Regions from separate parts of the Danio rerio genome. Here region 2 is linked to region 1. The links are chromatin contacts, called in public Hi-C maps. All regions are on one chromosome and are shown on one strand. The core of a region is the stretch at or near the end of the contact, and the rest is flanking DNA. Distances in the headings are between cores, read along the strand shown.

Region 1 (7,548 bases), core at 410-2,909:
ACACGAGGAGAACATGCAAACTCCACACAGAAATGCCAACTGACCCAGCCAGTATTTGAACCAGCGACAATCTTCCTGTGAGGCAACAAAGCTATCCACTGAGCCTCTGTGTCGCCCTTTAATCTATTTTTTTATCGCATTTCTTGTAACAGTTATATTCGAGAGTAAGTTTATAAACTCCTTTTGATCATTCAGAGTAATTTAAAGAGATTTCCATATTTTTTTAACACAATAGAGAGTAAGACACATGACAGATAGTAATTTCTAATGTAATATCTAGCACAAGTATAGAATGCCAGAAAAAATGGTGTTATGCTAAAAAAACCACAACAAATATTTTGACCTGCATTTTAGATAGATAGATAGATAGATAGATAGATAGATAGATAGATAGATAGATAGATAGATAGATAGATAGATAGATAGATAGATAGATAGATAGATAGATAGATAGATAGATAGATAGGCGGGCGGGCGGGCGGGCAGGCAGGCAGGCAGGCAGGCAGGTAGGTAGGTAGGTAGGTAGATAGATAGATAGCCAATACCATAAATATTAGGGATATTGGTTTCAATACCGCATATTTTGCTGGATCTTGTTTTGGCCAGATGGGACGAATCTAAATCCAATAATACGCATGTATTCTGTGGAATTTATAATTGCAACAAAAGTCATGAAGACATTATTAGGCACTACTTTTCATACAAAAAGTTTTCATGCACTATACTGTAATTTTTTTTTAAGTTTACAGTTTATTTCAGGCAGCTGGGGTGCTGAAATAAATTACAGAAATTTACTGTAAAATAACAGACGTTAAATTACAAAAGTTTACCAGAAATTAAAGTTTAAGGAAATTTCTGTAATTTATTGTTTATTATTTTACGGTAAATTTCTATAAATTAACGGTCGTTATTTTATGATTTTTTTTCTGGCACCCCAGCTGCATTAAACTGTAAAATTACGGATTTGTTTACAGTGTATATTTTAAATGTTCTGAAGCCAAACGATAGTTTATTGTAAAGTAAAGTTGAATATTCAAGAAATTAAATTCAAGTACATCAGTGCTTCCCTCCATTGTGCCTTTTAATCATTCAAAATTCAAACTTTGTGCCTATATAAAACATCTATATACATTATTTTTCTTTATAGAGAAAGTGTCTATTTATTGGACTGTGTACAGAAGATATTATTTGGGTTTCTATATATCTCAGATCATCAGAAGTATAGAAATTGTATTATATTAATAACTGCACTGGTATCGGATCGGTATCGGCTGATACTCAAGAATTTTTGGTATCGGATTGGTTTTAAAAAAGGGTATCAGTGCATCTATGTGAAAACAATGGTGCAACTACTACAGACAACACATTTTGAACTATATATTTTAGATTTCAGCTTAGAGACACACACACACACATTTTGCATTTGAGCAAAGGCCCACTACAGAAACACACAAGTGAATTCGTGATGTACAACACCACACATAGCTAAAGGTGGGGGAAAGTGTAACTTTTCAGCAAGAACAGGTTTATCTCCCAGCGCTGGAGTTTGGATCTCGACCGCTAGGGAGTGGAGGAGTAACATTGCTCTGCCTCTGCCTGTTTTTCAGCTCGGGAGGGGGAGTCAGACAGACGGGAATGAAAGCTTTTCCTCAGAGTTGAGGAGCAGGTTGGGTTTCGCTCGCGAATGAACGTTAACGACCGACCGGCGACGACCGAGCAGGAGTTTATCGAAAACCGCGTCCAGACTTCACAGCCAGCCGCGCGGATGCAGACGAGGACATGAGGCGGAATATGTGCAGACTTTGCTCGGAGCGAGACATGAGTCCAGGATACTGATTAGAGTTGACACAAGCCCAGCTCCAGTAGCAACTCTATCCACACTTCACCTCCAACCCCCTCCTTCACTCCTCAACCAGGAAATCATCGCGCATTGCCGCTTATCCGTCTTCCCACAGATTAAACAAAACACCAAACCCCTTGGTGGGTTTATCCATGAGGATATCGCCGATTTCTCCTGTGTTTTCGCCCCTGGAAGTTCGGCTTTAGCTCTGAGGAGGATCCGCGCTGTCGTCGAACAATGAGGTAAAGCACATTTGTTGCCCTCGCTTTTGTGTGTACTTTGTTTTGCGCGCTACAATGTAGCTCACAGTGTGGGAAACGAGTGAGTGAGTTCGGTCTGTTCGTCACTTTCTGTCCTGCTACTCGCACCTACTGGAGGCGGCTGACCATCACAGCAGCAAGTGTGTCCTTTCTTTCAGTGTTTACACAGCTCCAGCTCGTCCCTTTATGTCTGGTGTTGACAGTTTCTCTTTTCTTTTATTTCCTCCCCTGCTTTCTCCTGAATGGAGCTGCCTCCTGTGAATATGTATTGTTAATAATTTTGCACAGATTTGTTTTTTCCATGATGCAGGGTGTTTAGTTTGAATTAAATGAAGCATGCTAGCAAAACAGGTTATATGACACTGTCATTCTAAACATTGTTAAACGAATAATGGGGTTCACATTAATACATAAGGTTGTGTCATATTAGCCTAAAATATTGATTTAATGAACATATTGGGTAGCTATTTTCTAAACATGTTTTTATATACCTTTTAAGTTTTCATGTGCATGTTTTGGCACTGCTTGCATTGTCGTCAACTTTTGATTAGGTGCATTTTAGAGCAAATTATGCTGAGATTTTCACACATTTATTAAATATTTCGTTGTGCTCATGGTTAAATATATACACAATTATGTATTGCTTAATTTATGTGTAAATTTATTTAACAATTTGCAAAATTACTTGCACCTATAGCCTATAAGCTTATACTTACTGGTACGCAATGTAAACGGACAAAGTAGCAGTTTTGTGGTAATGCACGTTTTTTTTGGATGTCAAAAACTCAAGTAGGAACTTTTTTTGTCAATAGGTTATTTATTATTATTATTATTATTATTAATATTGTTATTATTATGATTTGTAAGTACTTTTTAAAATGAGGTGCACCTGTGCAGTGCTAGTGACCTTTAAAATAACACATAAGCACTTTATTTTACAGTATACACCGAGTTACACGAACGGGTATCGATAACTGTATCCTCAGGCGGTGTTGTTTATTGTGCGTGTTGAAAATGCAGCTGTCAAACGGTAAATTGGGTCTTTGTAACACGTAGCCAGTCCTCTTTTGTGAGCCCTCCCAGTTCTCTCTGTTCTGGGAGTTGGCCGTGGCGCGAATTCACAAATCCTACTGTGGGGAAGGTTTGGCATATGAATATTAATTAGGTCACGGGACGTTCATTCAGTGGCGAACGTCAAATATTTGATTTAATATTCATGTTTAAAGCCTTAGCCATAGTAGGATTGGTGATTTATCGGTAAGGGCAGTACCCGGAACTAACCTACATATGGAGCAACGAAGCCTGATAATTGCACATCCTGCTGCAGCCTGGGCAGTTGCAGAGTTCAAGGGCACTTTTATGTTAAAAAACTAACAAGACATTATAGCAATACAATTAGTGAACTGCTTCTAGGTTCAGTTCCTTATGTAATAATGTCTCTAAACTAATTTACAAACATAATATTTGAATGAAAAGTTGAACTGAACATTAGTAGGCCCATATCTTGAATTTTGGACTTCTTCTAATGTCTGCTTTTGACTGATCATAAAATCTGATAATGTTCCTCTTCAGCATGGTTTGAAATATGTTGCTCATAATTGTGCTTGAATGCATGTATTTGCATAAATGGCAATGGTCAAAATAACGAATGTTTTTATGTGTTGTGATTGATTAAAAATAACGTTAACTATTCCACTAAAGGTTGTATCTTAACTCTTAAGTTATAACATTGGTGTACATTCATTTTCTTTTCGGCTTAGTCCCTTTATTAAATCTGAGGTCACCACAGCGAAATGAACCGCCAACTAATCCAGCACGTTTTAAGCAGCAGATGCTTTTTCAGCTGCGACCCAACACTGGGAAACAGCCACACACTGTTGCATACACTTACGTACACTACGGCCAATTTAGCTTATCCAAATCACTTTTAGTGCATGTCTTTGCACTGTGAGGGAAACCGGAGCACCCAGAGGAAACCCACGTCAACACGGGGAGAAAATGCAAACTCCACACAGAAATTCCAACTGACCAAGCCGGACCAGCGACCTTCTTGCTGTGAGGCGATTGTGCTACCCACTGCGCCACCGTGCTGCCCATATCATTGTCATATCATTAAATATGAATGTAAACAAGTCTGAAAATATGGCATCTTTTTTATTTAGACCAAATTGTTATTATTAAACATTTTTTATTTTAAAGGTGCAGTAGGTGATCTGTCTAAATGCTAACCGGTTAGCTTATTATGCTTGAAATACAGTTCCTCCCCTGCCATCCAAAGCCACGCCTCTTGAAATCACGAACTGGCTCATCGACCCTTTTCACATTTTCGGGTTTCTCAGTAGCGGAAGGCGTCATGGTAAGGTAAACTCAGAACGCAGTGAATCAGAGAGTACAACAAAAAAATTTTACAACTCTATTTGCTGAAATAATAAAAAATGCCACAATTATGTTATCAAGACTTTCAGAAAAAGGAAAAAAAATTGTGTCAGACAGGTGACAGCAGCTAATGTAGGAGAGACAATAATGTCAATTTTACTCTCAGCCCCATAGACGCTGCATTAAGCCTGGTTTATACTTCTGCGTCAAGTGACCAGCGTAACTCACGGCGCAGGCAACGCGCGTGGCTGTGCATTTATACTTCTGCACGCTGTGTCTGTTGCTCTGCATTAACACTTCCGAAACGCTAGTTGGCAGTGAGGTGTAAATGTTCCTCTGTGTCGAGTTTCTTCGCTTCTGTTTGGCTTTTCCTGATCACTTCCCGGTTGTACAAGTGACTCAAACTCGCTCATTTTGAGGCAGGAACTGGCACACGTGCAACAACTTTAACTATGAGGTAAACACAAAACAAAACTTTTCATCTGGAGCTCCTTCACGGGACTCCACACTTGTAAACAATCGCTCGCGCCATTCGCGCGGCTCTCGGTTCTGCCCAGACTCGTCAGCACTACCAAGCCGACCAATCACAGAGCTTGCGCTACGCGTTGTTGAGACGTGAAGTTACATTTTTTGAGAGGTGCACGTCAGTGACGCTGACGGCCACGGAGAAGGGCTATGCGTCAGCGCCGTAGCATACGCCGGCGTTTGACGCAGAAGTATAAATCAGCCTTTAGAAACACCTTGCATAAGCGGTAATTAGTTTTTTTTTTTTTTATTTGATGCAGATATGATATAATACAAATATAAATGCATATAAATGTTACAAAAAATCTATATATTAAAAACTTTTAAGGATTTAAGATTATGATCACTGTTAAACGCGTTAAACGTCTTGTAAAAAGGGTCCATTAAAGATGACAGAGATACTATACTATATAATACTACAATTCTGAACAAAAAAAATTATTATATTTAGCACGTTTTCAATTGTGTAGCAAGCAAAATAATGTGCAATGTGTAATAATGTGCAATATTTCATGCATGCGAGGATCGCTGGTCTCACTCACTCATGGACTTTGTCCTAAAGTGACTACTGTATGCTTTGTGGTTGGCCAGCCGCGTGCAGGAACACTTATTACTAAACCATACTTACATTTCAGAGCAAATATTCAGATTAGCATGGCTAACAATATAGGGAGTGCGTCACAGGTTGTTATTGTTCAAAAATGAACCAATGTGAATATAAAAGCAACTTCACCTCAGTTAAGCAAGCTAGGCGGAATGGTGCTACTTACTGATGTTTTGTTGTTAAAATAAATAAAAATCTACATTATCGATGCTGTAAAAGGTCCCATATAAAACTGAAAATAGTCACATCAATCTTTCACCGGAAGATTTCAGTGGCTGAACAACACTTCTGTGCATATAACCCATTTATAGTACAACACAATGTACATCAGCTTTGCGTGACTAGTTAAAACATAACATTACCTGTCTAATAAAAATACTTCAGCCATGGTGTCGACCTTCCTCCAGCGTGCAAAAGTAACTCCAATACTGATTCAGGATATTAAAAAGTTTTGATTCAGCATTTGTTTTTACCGCTGTGTGGACATGAGCACGCGAATGGTGGATCTGTGTGAACGAGTGCACAGTTGTACAAATCAACATTTGCTGACAGACAGTTTGGGCTACTTATTAGAATAATGGGAATTATCAACCTGACAATTTTTAATTGGACCAACATTTTTTAGTTTTTGGCCTTACCCAGAATATAAAAATATATATAAATACATTTAGATTATTTACTGAAGTCATTACTATTGGAATGTGAAGAGACTTTCAATTAGCACAACTCAAACTGTTTCTGAAGAAAATCACCTACTGCACCTTTAAGTCATCAGTAGTTTGCAGAAAAAAACTAATTTTTTTTTCTTTTTTACCCAAGCACACAAGTGTAAATTGTAAATCCAAAGAAACTAAGAATTTCCAAAATGGTCTCTTAATTTTGTACATTTTTATTTGAATTAATAAAAATGTAGTGGTTTAAAGGAAAGTAGCAAACACTAAAAATCACATTAATTCATATTTTGTGGTCCTTAAATAGTCTTTTACTTTGTCAGCAAATGATTTTTTTCTAAATATAGCTGCTATTATTTTGGTATTTAATCTACTTTTACATTGGGATATTTAATATACGATGTCTTGTGTAAATCGTGGTAAGAATGAGAGTCATTATTCTTTTGCTCATAATATTAATACAAAGGTACTCATTCTAATGTAAGGGGGGATATTTATGCGGTGTTATACTTTTATTGTTTTAATATGTTGATGCACAATGCAAATATTTTATTTTCAGTGACAATTATATGAAGTAACAACAATGCACTTCTTGATATTCAACAAATAATTGCAAGAATGTCATTGGCACAAAGCCTTTCTAAGCTCTATAAAGTTGACACATTGTTTAAAAGAGGGAAATGCCAACACAGACGAGCTCTTCCAACAACTTGAGAATTTAAATCACTCATTTTGCTATGTAAACAACAACAGCAACCTGCGTGACAGGTTTTTTTTTTTTTGTCAGCGTATCTCTTAGGCCTGTCTCACCCCAAAATGAAAATGTTTAAATAAGCAGAGGCTCTAAAACTTCAGCTATTCATTTAAGTGCAAATTTCAATTCATCGATGTTATCGGACAGCATGCTTGATGTTGACATTGTGACACACAGGAAGTTTGGCTTAGGGAGGTTTGCTGGGTTCAAGCAAGAGGCTCTGGGGTCAGTGGCGTGAGTTTGCTGTGTCGGGTCTGCTTGCATAATAGGTGAAGAATGGAATGTTGTCACATTTACTAGTTTATTGTGCTGTCATGTACAGGGACGTCAAGACCAGAACGCAGCGGAGCGTTTAGCGCCTCGTTTTGAATTTCGCCAGGCCACCAAATGCTACAATGGCTTCTCAAACTGCATGCGGTTTGGGAAGTCCAGTGTTGAATTCGTGGGAACTTAGGCTAAAGTCATTGACCTTCAGTCAGTCTCTGGGTTAAAATGAAAAAGATGAACAATCAAAGTTC
Region 2 (7,548 bases), core at 2,156-4,655, 330 kb before region 1:
GGGGATGCTGAGGCATTCCCAGGCAAGCCCAGAGACATAGTCCCTCCAGCATGTCCTTGGTCTTCTGCCGGGGCCTCCTCCCTGTGGAACATGCCAAGAACACATCCCTGGGTAGGCGTCCAGAAACCATCTGAAACAGATAATAGAGCCCCATCTCAACTGGCTTCTCTCAATGTGGAGGAGCAGCAGCTCTACTCTGAGCTCCTCTCAGGTGACAGGGCAATAAAATATAAAAAAGCCAAACAGACATTTCTATTGGTCAAATAGGCATAAAAAAACTGTTAAGGCTCCGTAAAGTGCTTTGTGTAATTTTGTTCGATGTGTGATGAAATTTTAACTAAAACACGAAGACAGGGCAGGACACAGCTCCTTCCTCTTTTAAAAACAGCCAATAGCATTTCTATGGTGGTCGAGAGAGCTTATCGTGCTGCAATTTAGGAAAACACATGCAACTACAAAAAACGGCAGCAAATTAATAAAAGATATTCATCCGTTTGACAGCACACCTGCTGTAAATCCTTACAATGCAGACACATTTTAAAAAAACGTGCTGCATTTTCTCACAATTTCCGAAAGCATGCTGCATTTTCTCTTTTTTATTCCAGGTAGAATGTCCCCTATTTAAAAAATGAATTGATCGGTGTAATGCTGTGGTCACACTGAATAAATGTCTCCGCTGTGTCATAAAAGTGAGAATGACGGCCAGATGTCCCAAATATGCGTCTCATTTCATTCATTCATTCATTTATCTTCTGCCGCTTTTCCGGGGCCGGGTTGCGGGGGCAGCAGTCTTGGGAGAGAACCCCAGACTTCCCTCTCCCCAGACACTTCCTCCAGCTCCACCGGGGGGATCCCAAGGGGTTCCCAGCCCCGCCGAGAGAAATAGTCCCTCCAGTCTGTCCTGGGTCTTCCCCGAGGCCTCCTCTCGGTGGGACATGCCTGGAACACCTCCCTAGGTAGCTCAACTGACTTCTCTCGATGTGGAGGAGCAGCGGCTCTACTCCGAGCTCCTCCTGGGTGTCAGAGCTCCTCACCCCATAAGAGTGCGCCCTGCCACCTTTTTAAAGAAACTCATTTTGGCCGCTTGTATTCGAGGTCTTGTCCTTTCGGTCATGACCCAAAGCTCATGACCAAAGGTGAGAGCAGGAATGTAGATTGACCAGTAAATCGAGAGCTTTGCCTTTTGGCGCAGCTCCTTCTTTACCACAACGGACCGGTACAACGGACCGGTACACCGCATTACTGCTGCCGCTGCACCAATCCGCCTGTCAACCTTCGACTACCACACGATCCACAATGCACTGGCCCCTTACGGCTCCCCCTGCAGGTGGTGGGACTGTGGGAGGATGGTCCCACGTCGCTCCTTCGGGCTAAGCCCGGCCGGGTTCCCTGAGAAAAGACCCTGTGTATCATTTCTTCTTCAAAAAAAAAACTGTAGAGATGAACATGTAAGGTAGAGAAAACATTTTATCCGTTTAATATAGATCGGCTTTAAAGCGCGCGTTTGTATCATCAATAATTAAGAGTGCTGGTGAAACGGATATAAAAAACCTGACACAGAAAGGTAATTTGATAAAACAAAAACATTATTATTGCGCTAGAGCTCAACTTTTATGACACAAAAACAACAGTAGGCACGCATATTAATACAGCTGTTATGTGTCAGTTAAATCAGTAGACTGTTGAAATTCAAAATTTTAACCCAACTGGTCGAGTTATAACATAAATAACCAAATAAAGACTATAAAAAATAATAAAAATGTAATAATCTAGAACTTCAGGATTTTTCTAGCCTCTCTTGTTATAAAGTACGTTTGAAAAGTCAAGGATAACAATACTCAAATGAGTATTCAAATTCATATTAAGATGGGACACTTTTGGTGCTTCACACCTTTTTATTTGTAATTTTTGACATTAATAACAAGCTCCAAGTTTTAGAATAATAGTTACTTGAAAAATATTTTCTCTATTTAACAACATTACAGTAGGTCAGTAGCGAAAAATGACCTCACATCAGATTCTTATGTTTTCTTGCACAGCTGGATGTTGGACTCATGAAAAATAATAGTTTGCATTTGCCAAAACCGATTTGCTGAAGTCACACCAAAGCAACAAAGATTCCACTTGGTCTTAAAGCCTTTTTAATGCGATATTTTCACAGTTTATAATGGTTTAGCAGTCAAAATAGAACTAATGACTTGATAAGACAAAAAAAAAAAAAAAAAAGATTTTATTAGATGGTGTTGATATCAAAGATAGAAAATGTAATAATACATTTCTTAGAAGTTTGATTGATTGTCCTGCAATGTTTAGACACAAGTACTTTTAGAATAATTCGAGAATATCAATTGGAACTTGATCTGGACTTATAACAACAAATATTGTGTCACTAATAAAGTCAGTGAAATATACTTTAAAATTATACATAAATATATCCAACCAGCTAGTTTCTCAAGAGGTATAAAGTTGATTTTTCTGAATTGTGTGTTTTTGCGCAATGGATGTTGAAACTGATGCATTTGTTTTTTGATTGTATGTATGTTAAATATTTCTCGTTTGATGTTGAAAGTCTATTTAACATACTGAGTGGTCATACATTTATTATTAAGAAAAGAGATGTCATATTTTATATAGATAAAAAAGATGTAGATAAGAATCTCCTGTTTATGTTAAATCTGTTGATAGTATTAGGCAAGTTTTATTTACACAAGAGTAAATGGTCGGAGAGGAAGCCTAACATCTTTCAAGGCTGATTTAAACATTTTTTGAGACTCTTAAAGGACTTTCAAGTCGTAATGCGATCAGAACTATAAATATAAAGCGACCAGAACTATGAATATACTTAAAAAGCTGAATTCCTCTTCTCTGGTGAATGCTATGTTTACTTAATCTTTATTTTTTTCTCTCTCTATTTTTCTTTTTTGTTACTATGTTTACACATGTTATGCTGAAATGTGTAATATTGTAAAACTTGTTATGCATTTGACTGGAAATGTTCAGCAAATACAAAAAAAAAGGCTTTATAGGAAAAATTTTAGGTCTTTGTCAATGAGAGGTGGGTCTTTCGAACACCCCGAAACCCCCCTGGCTACAGGCCTGTAATTTATGCTTATGGGAAGTGCCTACAACGCCAAAAAGGAGCTCTCTCTCGCTCTCTCTCTCCATTTCTCTCTGCAGGCAGCTCAGTAAAACACGGCGTTTCTTATGAGGGGCCCGTTGATCTGCTCTGTCGCTCGTCCTCCACTAGGGCTTCCGTTTGTTTTGACTACACGATGCTGTCTGTGTGAGTTGATTCACACAAATCCCGGTCTGGCGTCGCGACCAATCGCGCTGAGCCGGTGACGCTGTGGAGGCCGTCCGTCCGCGCGAGTGCATTCATAAACGGATGTTAAAGTGTTGAATGTACTGTACAGACACGAAACTTGGACCATGGCGGAAGACGACGACACGAAAATCCGGATTTTGCAAAGTCTCAGAGGAAAGATATGTAAGTGCGACACGCCGTGTGGATGGGGAGGTTGGTGTTTGTGTGGGAGAGTGTGTTTAGATGGCTTTTGGAGAGAAAGAAAAGGATCGGCAAGGGGGAAAGAGGGGCGCGGTAGAAGCGACAGACACACACACAGATACATACGCGCGCACACACACACCTACCCACTCAGCGCTTACTGGATGGGGCTCTGAGAAAACAGCCGCATTTTAGATGTTTGGTTCTGGATATTTTATGTTTGAATCATGTTTCTGTCATTAGTGACAGAGGTAGATCAAGCTTTTGCGCATTATCTGTGAGTTAGCCGTGTTGCTAACGTGCTTCAAAGCCTGGTTCCCCCTTACAACACAACTGTCGTATTTATACACTCAAGTGTTAGTACAGGAGTGACATATTGTTCGTCGTTTACCAGTTTTAACTCAACCTGTCATTTTGTCAATGAAGTTGGCATTTGTTTGATTCATTCTTACCCTGGCTGAAGGTGTGAAATTGACGGTGGGGATCTCGGCGAAATTTGACAAATTCTGAGCTGGACGGAAGTTGTTGCATCGCTTTAAATACTCGACGCTGTCCACTTATTATTTTAATATTCATGTTTTCAGTCAAATCTACTTTAAAAGGAGCATTTTAATATATTATTATACGCCACATAAAATTACAGTTTTACTTTTAAATTGACATTCTAACTTTTATTCCGACTAATGTCGATTATTACAGAAACAATAAACCTCTGGTAACTTTATAGCCTAATATCAGCTTTCTAACTGCAGTTTCCTTTAAAATTCTTCTATATTTTCCCATGATTTTAAAGAAATAATAAATTCTACCCAGTCTGTCACTTGTATTTGGCGTTCATTCGTGTTAGTATTGATGTAAGATTATTTAGTTGACTATTTACATAACAGTACAGCCCATTTTTAAAATGAATATTTTATTTATTTCTCAGTGAATATAGGTCATGTATTTTGGTGCATTTAAACAAAACAGATTTATTAAACAGATATATTTATTAAAATAACAGTTTAGTCACTTAACACATTTAGAAATTAAAAGATAACACAATTAAATTCAAGCAAAATATTGCAAAAATAAATTAAAACCTTTACAATAAAAAACAAATTGAAAGGTCTTTTATTTAATTATTTTTTGCTTCTCTTGATTTTTCCTCTTCAAAATTTGTATTTATTATTTTTCCATAACATATAAGTTTGGGTGTACTAGTTTTTGGACCATTGTCATAAGTTATTTTGTTAGATAAGCTCCAGATTTGGCTTCAGTACTCACTGATCTAATGAAGATGCACAAATATATTATTGTAAAGCTTCCTTCCTATTATAAATATGAATTTAAAAGATAGCTTTGTTAGGGGTGTACTCATACATGCTGAGCACTGTATGTATGTATGTATTACTCACTTGTACCAGGTAATCAAACCAGACTACAACTGAATTGCAATCTTTTATGGAAATGATTACAGCATATTATTTTTGGATTTCTACCTAGTTATGTATTTTACAGAACATTTAAAATTCCTTCGTACATGAGTATTATCATCAGCATGGCATATGTCACACAGTGAACTGTTCACATGTGTTGTAATAACTGCTTAATTACATTTAATAGCATCACAATTAAATAAAGAAGAAGTCTGTTGCGCACATTTTTAAAAAGTACTGTCATACATTTTGATGCTGTTACTGTTAAATGTCATTTTTGATAAGGTTTATTATGTAATAACAATGTTATTACGTATATTAATTCAATTTTAATTTTAAATTCTTGCATTATCGACATCTAATGGGGTGTATGCAGAAGGAAGCCGAAGGACTTTTGATGCAGTTATAAAATTGGCACATTTGAGGTCTGTGATCTTCACTATCTGATTGATATACGATAGAAAGTGGGTCTCAGAATGTACGAGAAGCACTGCATTCAATTACATTTTCCCGCGCCATGTCTTTAAAATATGAACATTTATTTTACCACAGTGTTTTCAATGGAGTTTCTGTGCTCGCCTGCTGATCCTGACGGGCATGTGCCTGTAAACGGCTCTTCATCTCTTTTATTACGCCTGAACTCTGTTTTTTTTTACATGCATTTTTTATTTAATTTTGCTATTTAGGCTTATTGGAACCTAATTAGAATAAAAACCTAAGTATCATCTTTGCATTTGATGTACTTTTAGAGAAAAATGATGTCCATATATGTGGACTCGTGGTGCGAATTTACATAACTTTTTTTCGGACTGTTTTGTAATGCATATTTACCATATAATTTTTTGAACATGTTTTGACTATCAGAGAATAAAAACAAAATTTTTTCCCCATTTTGGACAGTTAAAAATAGTGTTTGGGACATTTCATACGCTGCAAAACAGTTGCAGGATGGCACTGTCTGTAACAAAATATAAAACATTTTAAATGGCCACTTAAAAGCTAAAATGTGCTGTCCACGTATGTGGCCACTAAGCCGTAGGAGGATAAACAACTAAATGAGTGCTAAAGTCTATATGAATAATTATAATTCAATCACCTTACAACATCGATGCCGTAAAAGGAACTGTATAAAATTGAAAAAGTCATGTTAACCGTTCACCGGAAGTTTATCGATATGACAAGAGACACTAACTGTGCATATACCCCTTATTAGACAAATAGGAGATGTATCTGTGTCTAAAAATAGTTTCTGAGGTTTTGCCTTGTCAGTCTTTATAAATTCAAGCTCGCGTTACTTAAAGAGTTTCATAAACATGCTTTATACTGTCTCCCACCCCTCACCCCCCACCCAAAAAAAAAAAAGAACTGAAACTTTCAGTGTTGCAAGTGACTGTGGTAAATCATCGCTCACTGGAAAGCTCACTGGAAGCCTCATATCCACATGATATTTCAAAATTCATGTGAAGCAGAGTAGCTTCAATGAAGTTTGTGAAATAAACATGTTAAGAAAATAAGGCATTAAAAGCTGAAAATTATTTTATTATTAGCAAAAGTCAACCAAAAACTTACTTATTATTATATTTATTACTCAGATAAGCATTTCAGGAAATTAGACTTTCATTATAGTTTCATGTACAGATCTTTTAAGCCATTTTTTCCCCTTCAGTTTTGCATGCATGCTTCTGATTGTGTGAAAGTCATTGCTTTTATCTTTCCACCTGGATGAGGGTAGGCTTTTTTGATTACAGTAACCTGCGTTTGCCACTGTACCGAACAGATATCTGTGCTGGAAATGTGGGGGCATTTAGAAATGGAATAGTCTTTCTTAAAGCCACTGAGTAATTGGGACTTTTAGAGCATTTATGCGACTTGAAAGTCCCGACTTCAGCTCAATTCCAGTAACGTGCTGCTGAGTAAAATGATAATACTACTAATAACAGTATTATGTTATGTAAACAATGCAATAGCAGACGTATTCTGTTATGCGTTTACTTTTGGAACGCCCTATTTTTAATGTTTGCAGACGATGATTTGATGGAAATATTTTTAAACGCAAGTCTTTTAAAAATGGTCAAAGTTTTTATCAAAAGTATTTCTTAAAAAACAGTTTTTAATATTTATTTTGTTTTATTTGCTATTTCTTGTATTTGATTTTTATTGTTATAAACCTTTTTTTATTATAAATATTTAAAACATGATTTTCCAAAGAAGCTGCACTGTACACTGTAAACAATTATATGATCAATTAGTCCTGACAGCCAGTGTTGGGGAGTAACTAGTTACATGTAACGGTATTACGTAATTTAATTACAAAATAAAAGTAACAGTAATTCGTGACAGTTACTGAAAAAAAATGTGTAATTAAATTACAGTTGCTTGTGAAAATGTTTAAGATTACAAATTGGTTACATCCAAAAACTTTCTTTTCTAGTAATTTATTAAAGGGCTGCTATTTTGATGCTTTTGATTTGCGGCGCACCCACAGGCATAAATCCCGGGGGAACATGTCCTCGGTATAAATGCTTGAAAATGATTTATTTGAAAATGTCCATTAGAAACTTAAAAGTAATCAAAGGGTAATCAAATGTAATTAGTTACTTTACTTTTATAAAGTAATCGAAAAGT

The links. Hi-C and Micro-C count contacts between places; a contact is called where the count stands out from the background.
Region 2: a Hi-C map of an unstated tissue shows a contact between it and region 1, with 3 times the contacts expected there. The contact joins the promoter of rasa2 here to the promoter of vaspb in region 1. A contact is called at or near these places in 1 of 18 Hi-C or Micro-C datasets (an unstated tissue) and 1 of 4 datasets of contacts at active chromatin or transcription factors (embryo).

Annotation. Positions count from the first base shown.
Region 1 is chr18:43,776,153-43,783,700 of GRCz12tu, reverse strand. vaspb (vasodilator stimulated phosphoprotein b) reads left to right here and starts at 1,659. Exons shown (of 13, transcript XM_005173680.5): 1 at 1,659-2,082. The coding sequence starts at 2,078.
Region 2 is chr18:44,108,060-44,115,607 of GRCz12tu, reverse strand. rasa2 (RAS p21 protein activator 2) reads left to right here and starts at 3,405. Exons shown (of 25, transcript XM_073930041.1): 1 at 3,405-3,487.